Regions from separate parts of the Danio rerio genome. Here region 2 is linked to region 1. Evidence: chromatin contacts called from public Micro-C data. All regions are on one chromosome and are shown on one strand. The core of a region is the stretch at or near the end of the contact, and the rest is flanking DNA. Distances in the headings are between cores, read along the strand shown.

Evidence for each region. Hi-C and Micro-C count contacts between places; a contact is called where the count stands out from the background.
Region 2: a Micro-C map of caudal fin shows a contact between it and region 1, with 11 times the contacts expected there. The contact joins the promoter of sqstm1 here to the promoter of canx in region 1. A contact is called at or near these places in 5 of 18 Hi-C or Micro-C datasets (caudal fin, embryo, fibroblasts and 2 more) and 2 of 4 datasets of contacts at active chromatin or transcription factors (caudal fin and embryo).

The regions. Positions count from the first base shown.
Region 1 is chr14:18,848,070-18,854,624 of GRCz12tu, reverse strand. canx (calnexin) reads left to right here and starts at 3,242. Exons shown (of 15, transcript NM_213448.1): 1 at 3,242-3,271.
Region 2 is chr14:19,138,392-19,144,946 of GRCz12tu, reverse strand. It overlaps sqstm1 (sequestosome 1), which reads right to left and starts at 3,299. Exons shown (of 8, transcript NM_001312913.1): 1 at 3,001-3,299; 2 at 2,387-2,482; 3 at 1-283. The coding sequence starts at 3,169. It also overlaps a transcript of mrnip not described here.

The sequences.
Region 1 (6,555 bases), core at 1,993-4,492:
CAAGCTTAACTAGGTTAATTAGGTTAACTAGGCAGGTTTGTTTTGTAGACTATATATATATATATAGCTTAAAGGAGCTAATAATGTTGACCGTAAAATGTTTTTTAAAAAATTTTAATGAAATAAAAGAAATAAGACTTTTTCCAGAAAAAAAGATATTATCAGACATATTTTGAAAAGAAACTGACAGATGATACTAAGACAATTAAATTCAAGCAAATTATTGCAAAAAAAATTAATAAAATATACCAGCAAAATCTCAACAATTTTTTTTATTTATTTTTTTATTTGTATTTAATATTTTTCAATGAGATTTAGACAAATCTCTAAATGCTTTATAATCCCCTCTAAAATGGGTTTCATGCACAGCTAGAGTTTTATAGCCAATGATAAACTTCCGATGAAAGCTTAATGTGACTATTTTCAATTTTACAAGGTTGCTTTTACAGCACCGATTTTGTGATGTAATTACAATACATTCAGTTAAATAGACCAGCATTCATTTAGTTGTTCAAGCGTTAAACGAGATGTAAGACTTTAATGCAGTGCTTATTGTTCGAACAGAGACCCTCTTCATATCATATATCTAACAGTCAGTGAAGAACGCAGATTTTTAAAGAAACCAGATCTTGAATGTGACAATTTTGTCATTGAAAGACAGTTCACTGGAAGCGCTTGGGTTGCCTGGCTAAAAATTAAAAGTCCATGTGCATATAGCACATTAGCATTTTTCTCAGACTCCTGTGCAAGGGCGTAGAATTGGCATGGACGGAGGGGACATGTCCCCACCAATATCTACCAATTACTAAAATGTCCCCACCAATAATTTAATCACCTTTAATATAAAATAATGCTCCATCAATCCTTAGTAACCGGGATGTGAAGAAAGGTTTAAATTATGTACCCTTCTTGGGTCCTCCGGCACCCCAAAAAACAAAAGGACAGTGTGTTTGACTGGGCCTTTTTCAATTGTCAAGTGACTGATAGTTGTAGTCATGTTTGTATGTGAGAAGCACCAAAAAAAGGACATTTTCCAGTCCTCCTCTAGGACATAAGGAGCTACTTTTCAAAGAAAAGTGTAAGTCACTTAAAGTCAAGTGCACTAGACCACCATATTATTGACCAGGGCTATGCAGTTAATTGGAATTCAGTTTAGATTTTGGCTTAAATTACTATGTAAAACAATAAAATAAAATGGTTCATTTGTGCCACATGCCTCTTTGTGTCACATTGACTATTGCTCAGTGGTGGAAAGAGTACTGAAAAATCATACTCAAGTAAAAGTACCATTACTTGTCAAAAATGTAGTGCGAGTAAAAGTAAATATTGGTAAATATTACTCAAATTGACCTTTCAAAAGTACTCAAGAGTACTGAGTATTATGCTGGTAAAAGCTGATGCATTTACATGTAATATGTGCATGTGTATGTAAACGTAACATTCTGTAGTGCATCTTTTAATTATCCAGAAGGCACACAACATCATAAGACCTTAATGTTAGGTTAGATTTAGGTTGTGATGTCAGGTGACCAAAATTCAATGTCTAAAGACAACTTTATTTGGATGTCCATTAATTATGGCAAATGACATTGATATTTGGTCGATTTTAGGTTGTTAGAAAGTGACCAAAATCTAATGTCGAGCCAACATCTTAAACCAACATCACATTGACATCAAATACTGACATTTATTCATCAGGTATGGCAACTAATATTCCAACATCTGATAGACATTACGTCATAGTGCATAGTGCCTCATAGTGGTAACGTCCACGCAAAGTCAAGCTGTAACTTCATTAGACAATGACATTTGGTTGGTTTTAGGTTGGACGTTGGCCTGACGTTGAATTCTGATGTCAACATAATTTTCCTTTCCAAACAAAATGCAACATCCCTATGACGTTAGGGTACAACGTCAATCTAATGTCATGTTGATGTCTTGTGCCTGCTGGGTGTTTAAGGCCATTTTGATCATCATACAGTAAACATCCGTCATCTTCTCATCAGTGACATGCATCTAAACAGTCTGTGGGTCAGTGTGTGTAAAGATTTTGGACATCTTCTGGAACACTTTTAATGCTTCCAAACAGTTTGCTGCAATTATAAATCGCTCCTGTCTTGAGGTTGTTCATTAAGATTACCTTTGAGTGATTTGATTGGACAGGAATTACAGGACTGATTTTTCTAATCCCCATAGACACAATAGTATCTGGATGCAGGCTTTATGATGCAAGCTGAGATTGCATCACTCAGCGATGCAATGTCAGACACAATGCACTCAATGGAGTGACATCACTGTTATGGGTAGGGTTAGGGGTGGGGTTAGGTGAGCGCATTAAAAAGCGTTGGATGCTTTATTATTAAGTAATAATAAAACAGTGGAGTAAAAGTACTGATACAGCACTAAAAATGTACTCAAGGGAAATTGAAAGTACACTTTTATAAAACAACTTAGTAAATTACATTTGTCAAGAAAAAGTACTCAATTACAGTAATTTGATGATTTTTAATGTTTCTTTACATCAATGATTTTGCTGCATGGGACATGCTTAAATAATTGTTATTTGTATTATTAAGTCTTAAAAGACTTAAAGCCTTTATTTATGTTTTAACATTACGAAAAAAGAATTTGTGCAGTTTTAAGCATGCTCTCTGTATGTCACACCAATGTCAAGAGCAAATCTACGCTCTTGCTCCTGTGTGTAGGTACAGAAATGTTACTTTTATAGTGACGAATAAGTTCTTCTCCTTGCCTTTAAAGTGACAAACATTGGAGGCTGAGAAAAATGCTAATTTATGTGAAATTTTCATATGGTATTAAGAGGTTTTTGCATCTGAACTCTTCATATAAAGATGCTATAAAAGCTTTTGGTGCATGAAACAATAATACGCATATTCATTAAATAATATTTATATTAATATGACAGCTCTTGAAAATAAAGCAAAGTAAATCTGTGCATGATGTGTTCTTAAACGAAAATCCGTCATCTTTCGCTTCTACTGTGATGTCTCCAATAAGAGTCTATTTCCGTGTCCTTGACGGCCAATCAACGGTGTCCACGAGGTGCAGGTTGGAGGCGGACACTACTGTTTGTGACAGACAGAGAATCTGGACAATCACCATCGCGCAATCTCTAAAAGGCGCGTCCACTATCAATACAGTACCCAATCAAATACACCGAGAGGCGGCGCCTGCGGATCTGGATTGATCGTCCATAGCCACACGTGATGCGCTTGTAGTCGCAGGCGGAGTGCAGCATCAGTAAGCACGGGTGAGTACGCTAAACCCGCAAATATAAGCTTTACTACAACTCAATCGCGTTTGTTTATGTGCAATACTATTAACCGACGCGTTATTGCAAGGATTTTAAAACATATGAATCAACCGGAGTGTTAAATTCAGAATATGTGCGTAGACCGAAAGGCTAGTTGGTCAGCTAGCTCCTAGAGCTAAGCTAACCGATACAGGTGTCATGTCAGTAAATTCAGTCATAAAACCAAAAGTCACCTGCTTCGTATTTTAGGTCTCGTTTGATTTGCATAGTCTGCGGAGTGAGATGAAAGCTGCGGTTCGTGTGGTCTTGCCTAATGTTGGGGGTGGGAAGAGCTGCTGAGAGGTTTACGAATCCCTTGAATGAAGTTAGTTAAACATGCGCTCATTCATTTGCTCTTGATTTAAATCTACAGCAGCACTTTAGTTTAAACCATCATTTACATATACGTGGGACTGAATTCACCTTTACGTAATTCGCGTGTCTATAAAGAAGTATGTATAACGTTATCTAAAGTTATGTTCACGAATTTGTAGATGTTTCTGTTATTAAATACTGACAGCGCACATAGCTCTTTACAGCAGGTTTGTTTGACACGGGCCGATTGAATATCACCGAGGAGAATCTTTTGCTTTCAGTTTGAGTTAATTCGTGGATGTTTCTGGAATAGCGAGGCTGTGTGGGGGATAAAATGCGGAAAAGTCAGAAGTTTAACCGTCATTTCCGCCCTTTAAGAAAAAGGTAGAGGTCACGAGTGAAATACTCTGACATTTGTGCGAGTAGAAACGTGGATAAGGGTTTGAGGAAATTAAAGATTAATATGACTTAAAAGAGAGAATTTTCATTTTGAGTGAACTTACGAAGTTATTTTGAAGAAAGCTGGAAACCTGTCACTATTCACTTGCATAAATCAATGGTGACAGGTTTCTTAAAAACATCCTCTTTCGTGTGTGTGGCTAACATAAGAGAGTAAGTTACCTCAGATAGGATGGTAAAAAATAAAGGATGAGAAAATGTCAAATTTTTACAAATCGTTCTATTTCCTTGTATTAAAGGAACAGAAAGGCTGAAAAATTCTATCAGCAATCCTCCCATGTTGTTTGTTAACATGTAACTACATGTTCTCAGAAACTTTGACCTTTATATTTAACCAAAAGCTCACATTCTCACAATGTAAAACCCAACAGTCAACTTTATCAAATGATTTGAGTGTAGTTAACTCAAAATTTACTGAAAGCTAATTCTACTCATTTGAAAACTTTTTAACTTTGTGTTGAAGGTAATAAGTTAATTAAATACCTAATTACTTCGATGTGTATGGAGTAAGTTCCCAGTACTCGTTTAGATTAGTTTTTAACTCAAAGGGTTTGTAGCAACCAGTTTCCTCAAACAGTTTGGGTTGCCTTAACTTATTGTGTTTAACAGTACTCAGTTGATTTAAGTACTCTTCATTTATTGGGTTTTACTGTGCTCAAATTGCTTCATTTACTTAAATGGATTAAGTTCACAGTACTCATTAGAATTAAATGGTTTGTTGCAATCGGTTTCCTCAAATGGTTTGAGTTGCTTTAACTTTTGAGGTTTTACAGAGCAGTAGTAACTCTTGTCTAAATATAGAGGTAGCGTTGGTTTTAAATTTACACATTCGTTCATTTAGAAGTCTCTATATTGTTTACCATGTCACTTTAAATATTCGATCGGAATTAGCATGCAAGTATGACTTACAAACAACATTAACACTATCTAATTGACTGTGAACAACGCTGTACTTTGCTTATATGGTTTCCCTATTTAGAATTTACAAAGAATACTTTTCTGAAATTGTTATCAATGCGAATGTCTGAATTTCCTAATAAAAAACCAACTTTACTCTTTATTGTCTAATTGTGTAACTTGTCCTTAACTGTTATTCAAACAACTTTACTGATATCCAAAAAAAGGTTGTAAAGTGAATTATCAGAGAGTTATCTGTTCACATTTATGGCCTGTATCCTGCCCGGGGCATTGAGTCACACTTCTCCGCTGCACTTTGGGAAGATTGTGTGTGTAGATGGTCTCTTGGTACCTTCCCCCATCATCTCAACAAGCCCAGGACTGTGGCAGTCGAGTGTAAAGAGGCTTAACCATGTGTTCTGGAAGAGTATGCGTTTACTATTGAGTGCTGATTTGAACCCCCGGTTGGGTCATGCTGGGACCACCACATGTGGCTTAACCACACAATTATAAGTCTGATATAATGAGTGCATGCTGTGAGCAAAGTTTTAACTTGTACTTTGTGTTGTATGAGCAACAAATATAGTTTTAGAGAATTAGAGAATAAATTAAAAACATTAGAGAATAAATGACAGTATGATTATCAAGTTTCAGTAACAATACTGAAATAAATGCATTTGTTACAAAGTGTTGTAGTAAAGCATTTATTGTTGGCGTTTTTAATTTATGAACTTTCTTTTATACACAGCAGCAGATATCTTTTCTTTCTTTTTTATAATTGATATTGTTGTGTTAAAATATAGAGAGCTTGATATTGTGCATTATTTGAAATATTTATATTTTATTTATGTATGTGTGGAAACACATTAAGTGTGTTTTATTTTAAATGCATTTATTGAATTTGAAAAATTATTATGCAAATAGTACAAAAAAAACGAAAAATATCTATGTTGGTGAAAGAGTATAAAATGTTAATAAGAAATATACTTTTTAAATGTTTCTGTTGGTAAAACAACATTCATTGGAAGCAGAAGCTAAGAAATATTACTTGAAGTGCAGTCCAAATAAAGTATAACAAAACAAATTCTCTTATTTCTTAGAGACTGTATCAGTTATTGATTGGATATTGATTTTGGCTCAAGTTAAAATCATAATATTGATCAGTTGTGCTAAATTTTATGTGATGTTATGTGGGGGGGGGGGGGGGGGGGGAACGGGGGGGGGGGGGGGGGGGGGGGGGGGTTGTGTCGCGGGGGCACTTTTGATCGTTTTGGAAGGGCACTTTCTATCCAAGACTAAAAAGTAAAAAGGGCATGTGCACTGCACAGGTTGAGCCCTATGTGTGCATGTGCCTGAATTAATGCATACAAGTCTGAACCACCATCAAATTATTCAGTTAAAATTATATATTGATTGTAAATGTATTCACCGTAAAATATTGTCTGGTTAATGCATTTTTTTTTGCATTAGATGCTGTTAACATTTTATACTTCCATGTCATGAAAAATTACAAACATTTTACTACTGCAATGAGAATTTACATGTGAAAGAGACATGAAATCTCTATAGGA
Region 2 (6,555 bases), core at 2,050-4,549, 290 kb before region 1:
TTGTGCAGGCCTTTGCTCTGGCAGGTGGGGCACAAGTCATAATCGGGGCAAACGGTGCACTTGTAACGGGTTCCAGCCACCGGCCCATCACACCCGTCACAGGTCACACCTGGGTGCACCATTGGGTGAGGGTGGTGAGGAGGACCCCCCATATGAGGTGGTCCTGGAGGCCCCATTGGAGATGGACCCATATGACAGGGACCAGGAGGGCTAAAGTGAGGTGTAGTGAACGGAAACCCAGGAATTCCATGAGGAGAAGAATCACGTTTGTGCTCTTTTCGTTCTGAAAAAGAAGGAAATAACATAATTGCTATTAATTGAAGATGTCTATTTGCAAAAGATCTGAGATATTCAAAGGCTTGTATGGTCAAAGTACGTAATGATGAATCCAAGATGAAAAAGTATTCACACTCTTTAAATCTAATGTCATCATTAGACGCTCTTTCCAATCATGTAATCTTTCCAACCTTATAAACTGTGCACATGTAAGTGGCAGGTGTTTTAGTTTTATAGTATTCTAGTACTCAAATAACAAGAGTGAATCCAAGAACCAATCAAAATCTTCACAAAAGATCCTCACTAGTATTCCCTTATGGAAAGAAAAAGGTTTTCAAAAATATTTACCCCCCCCCCCCCTATTTGAATAGGGCAACGAAATATTGTTCTCTACAAAGTTTTATTGAATCAATCTCTGATAGACTCCCCATCAACCAATCACTGTTTGCATAGTTATTAAAGATGCTGACGTCATCCAGAGCAACAAGGTTGACTACGCCTTTTGCTCTTAGCTCATGACTTCTCTCTATTCCTAAGTAAGTTTGTCTCAGCAGCTTGAGAATAAGAGAACGCTTACACATGGAAGTTAAGGATGAAGAATACACTTTGATATTACAAATACAATTACTCCAACTGCTCTGAGTTAATCTAGTCTTCATAACGCAACAACAATGTTTTCAAAGCCTACTAACTTGGATGCATTCAAAAAGTAGCATGCCAGAATTCGCTGTATCTAGTAATATTCCAAAGAATGCATCAGATGGAAAAATTTACCTTCCCATGAGATCATGGAAATGTTTTGAGAATGGCAGCGGAGCAACACAACTGGTAGATGTCTTTTGTAACTTTACGTCACTTCACAAATATAATGTGAATGCAGTCGGTGCAGATTGCATTCATACTATATAGAACACGCCTGAAGCTAGTTATTAAAAGCACCACCTACAGAGAGTATGTGATTTTGGATGCAGCCAAATATGATTGTTTGTTAGGTTCGCTCTGATATTCCCGTTTATGGTTTCCTTGTGACAACAAAATGGATTTGTAGATTCTATTTAGGCTTACATTTACACTTAAAGTCCCAAAGAGTTGCACCACCCACACATTATTGACACTTCACTGTGTGTACATTCACGATAGTCAAACTGCAGGATTTAAAGTAAGGCGGTAGCAAAGGCATCACAAAACAAATACAATGTGTGAATTAATTGTAAACCGTGACAATCACGAGTGAAAGTTTATAATTTGCATGGGATTTTAAGGCCTGTTACTCTGTAAACAATATAGGCATATTTACAGAATTTAGGTTGAATAAAATATTAAAGGTTAACAGTATTTTATTTATAGAATAAATACTATACAGGATTATTTTAGATTCGATTATTTTCCCCCTAACATCATGCAGCCCTGACAAACACACACTGAAGCCACGGTCTATGCGAACTTCTAAAGTATTTTAGTGACTTCATAGATCTGGAAAAAGAAATGAAAACCACGTCTTTGACCCTTATGAGGTATTGCTAGCCTAACTGCTACCTTTAACACAGTCGTTTTGTTTTTTGATATTTATTTTTAACAAACATAGATATTAAAATTACCATCTAACATGCTAAACTCAAACTAAAGTTTGTTTGCGGCGAGTAATAAAAAGTTGCAACAGATACATTCCAAAAGCAAATTCAAGACATGGTTCATCCCAAAAAAAATTCACCCTTCCTTGACTTTTTTCCCCCTTCAGCTAAAGAAAAAAATGGTTTTTCCTACTATGGAAATCAATGGTTACTGGTTTTCAGCTTCCTCTAAAATTAGCATTTTTTATTAGGCTCCTGTGTGTATGTTCAGCAATTTCACTTTTATAGAAACTATTCTCAACATAAAAGAGGCTGAGAAATTCCAGACAGCACTTATATATTTTTTTTTTTTCAAAATGTAGAAATTCTATAACTACTTCAGTGGGCGAGTACATTTTCATTGTTGATTAAACCATCCCTTTAAGTCTAATGATCATTTAATATGTGCAGGAAATTATATTTACAGGTATAACATAATATTCTTAAATAATCGAAACCCCTTCCTAAAATGGTAGTTATAGTTTGTGTATGTTACTTACGCTTGATGAAGAGACGGAAAGTGTCATCCTTCACAAGAGCCAAACCCATCATTAGCTCATCGTCAGAGGAAAAGGCAATCATATCACCATCTTCATCTAGAGACAAAGTTCAGGAAAACAGAATGGCATTTCTGCTGGTTATTATGATTGTCATCATGTTTTGTCTGATTAAAAGTTGATTACCACACACAACAATAACAAAAGTTTTTGCTGTTTTCTTTTCAGTAAGCACAGTGGATTTCAAATATTATGCTCATGGCTTGTTTATTACGGCCTAGTACAAACGTTCCCCATCAAACTTTGTACTTGGATGTAACAATAAACAAAGATGTTTCACAATGCAGTATCCATTTTAATGGCTCAGTAATACTGAACATAGAAAGACATAAAAATCTGCAAACTATGTTTCTCAATATGTACATTTATGTGCGTTTTCCTCAAGTTTTTTATTTCTAATATCGCTTCGTGAAATTTTATTAAAACTTCAAGTAACGTAGATAAATATAAACCGCCATTTCAAGTAAAACATTGAAAGACGACACAAACACACACTTGCTTGTGCAATAAATCAGTGTTATTAAAAAAAAACATTTCAGAATTCAAATTTGACTCACCTTTATAGTACATTTGGAAGGGCGCAGTCCTGAGACCGACAAAAACATCGAGCACTTTTCGCTGCAAATACTCGAAACTTGTTGAGACATCTTGATCCACGGCGAAGCGACGGATCTCCTTGTTGCAGTCCTCCTTACCGATAAGGTAAGCTTTCACTGTCATCGACATCGTAGCGGAAAATAGCTTCTCTCCCTGAACCTCTGGAAGTGTTGCGCAGTAGAAAATGCGTTTCTCGAGCACGGGACTCTGCGTTGGCTGCGTGAAAATGCGTTTCCTACTTCAGCCGACAGTGCTGTATATAAGCCTTGTACGTCAAATGCTAATGCAGCCGAGGAGCCGGCCAATCGTTGAGAGGAGCGCAAGTTTGGGGGCGTGTCTTCGCAGAAAGATGTCCACGTCCAGCGTCATTGCAGGACGGAGTTCATGTTGTCTGTGATCATGTGAGTCACATTTGAAAACAGAATGGACGATTTTCGGTGATCCGAGGAATGACATGGCAATATGATAGGGGAAATTCCCGCTGAAATCATAGGAGTGGATTAATGCCAAAAAACGCAGTGTTATATTCAAGGGCTATAAACATACATGTTCTGGATGTCATGTAATACTTTATACAAATTGTAGATTTATTTGGCTTAATTTTAGTTGTTTTAAGAAGTGAATATCAAACAAAAGTTCTTCTGCTATACTGTAACAGTCTCACTGTTAAACATTACCCACATCCATTTTTTTAAATGCCTACATATACAAATGTGTGGTAATATTTTTGTTTTAGTACAAGATAAACTTGGTTGCTTTGTTTGAAATCCAGTTTCTCATAATACAAGCTCTACTAAGCCCTGCAAGTTTGATGTGGTTGGTAAGAGGTGTTGTGTTTCTGCTACAGGTGCTAAACAAAGTGCTGCGTCATCATGAATGAAGTAGCAGTCGCCATTTCCTTAGGAAATGTTTGTCAAATGTATACTGATCAAATTTTAAGCTTAAACCTCTAGGAAACATTACACTACCAAACTTACGTTGTTTATAATAAGGAAACAACAATTTGCCAATGCTTAATGCATCCGTTTTTTTTTCAGATTTTTCTTACCATATATAACCATTTTACTCACCACAACCTCATTATATATATATATATATATATATATATATATATATATATATATATATATATATATATATATATATATATATATATATATACATATACACACACACACACACACACATATATATATATATATATATATATATATGTATATATATATATATATATATATATATATACATACATACATACATACACACACACACACACACACACACACACACACACACATATGTATGTGTGTATGTCTGTATATAGAGATTACAAATGTTTAATGTACATGATGACAATCTAGTATTAGTAGTTTAGTAACAATGTTATAACAAATATTAATTAAATTGTAAATGCATTATTGTTCATTGATATGTATATTATATTAAAACAGCAACAGCAGCAATATTAGAGTAATAATGATTATATGCCTAGTACTAGTAGTAATAATTATTATTATATACAAATATTAATATCCTTATTTTTATTTATCTACACATACATTAACTTTGATTTATCCACATTTATTGATATAACAACAACAACAATAATAATAATAATTATTATTATTATCATTATCAATAACATTAAGAAGATGAAGAAGTTTCTTTTATATAGCTCCTTTCTAAAACAAGGCTACAACATGCAGTCTCCAACAGTGAGACAGCATAAAGAAGCTCTTACTACATTATGCATAACAAGATACAGAACACGGGTTCATGAAACCTTCCAAAAAGAAAGATTATTATTATTATTATTATTATTATCATCATCATCATCATCATCATTATTATTTAATTAATTAGGATTTGTATGACCTTGGATGTTTTGGCCATATGACTGCAATGTGATTTGAGATAGAAAAAAGGAGACTAGATATGAGTATACAGGTGAGAGTGACACATCACGTTCAACTTTGACATGCTCTCTTATTACTCCAAATTTCCCTGGAGTGACTCTGTATTCTCTAATATTCTCGAAGTGTCCTCACGCATCTGATTGGGGAAAGCATGTTGTCATGGCTGAAGGGCGTGGTTTATCACCTGATTGTGACTCACGCGCTCATATGATTTCCTTTGTTTACATCAGCGTCACTGGAATCAAATAACACAGATAATAAGCTCAGATCCACCAAACCATTTTCCCAGCAAAACAGAACATAGCCAACCATTATGAACACTTCATTTGTTTTGTTTTATGAGTAAAAATATAATTGCATATATTCACTCGGTTTGGAAAGTTACACAACTTTTTATATATATATATATAACTGGTTGCCTTCTCTTAACGTTACATGTGTTACTGTATTTATGTATGAAGGTGTGTTTTATATTTAGACTATTTGGCCAAAAATAAAGAGAAAACGTGAATAGTATGGAGATATTATAAATGAAATATTGCTACAAAGATTTAGCACTTTAAAAAACGACAGTCACAAATGTAAAGAAACAATGACCATTTAAATGTTGAATAAAGTTTAATTATTAAACGTCCTCATTCCCTCCGTTAATTGTTTTAATCTTAATTAAACTAAATAGGAGTCTCATAGTTGTCACATGTCAGACATGTTTGTAGGCAAATGCGCGTCTTAATAGTCTGCTGATGGCCGTTAGATGGCGCCATCGTCCCACCCAGAGGTACTGCTCCAAGCAAACGGCCTACAAAAGTGTGTGTTTGTGTGATTTATTTATTATATATATATATATATATATATATATATATATATATATATATATATATATATATATATATATATATATATATATATATATATATATATATATATGATCACTATGAGTTTCCTCTGGGTGCTCCAGTTTCCCCCACAGTTCAAAGACATGTGGTAACGGTGAAATGAATTACAAAAAATATGCTGCATAAGTTGGCTGTTCATTCCACTGTGGCGACCCCTGATGAATAAATAGACTATAAGCTGAAGGAAAATTTATGAAATATATGATCACTGTCATTTCAGCTGCAGTGTATTAAGGGTTAGTTTCACTCACAAACAGTTGACATTTTTGAATAATTATATATATTTTTTTCAAAAAGAAATCTCTTTAAAAGGTAGTTCACCCAAAAATGAATATTTCCACACAGCAAACTGTAAAGTGTTGAATTTCTGGTGTAAGCTCCTGTGTTTTAAAATCCAAGTGTACATTTACTGTTTTTAACGCTGATCTGGGTTAAATTGTGATTTTAACAGTGTGCATCTCTGGTGTTGCCTTTCCGTACTCTTCATAGGTGTTAATTGCACAAATGGACACCTGTATTAAATATTAATGTCCATTGCATTCACTAGATATGACAAACGTTTGTCTATAAAACCACACTGAAAATTTTTGGTATGAAATACATATTCTTTGTAGTGATTTAATGTTTACCTTAGTCTATTCTATGAATTTTAAAGAAAATAAATTCAGTTTTTTAACTTTTTTTTCCACGAATGTTTAAATAA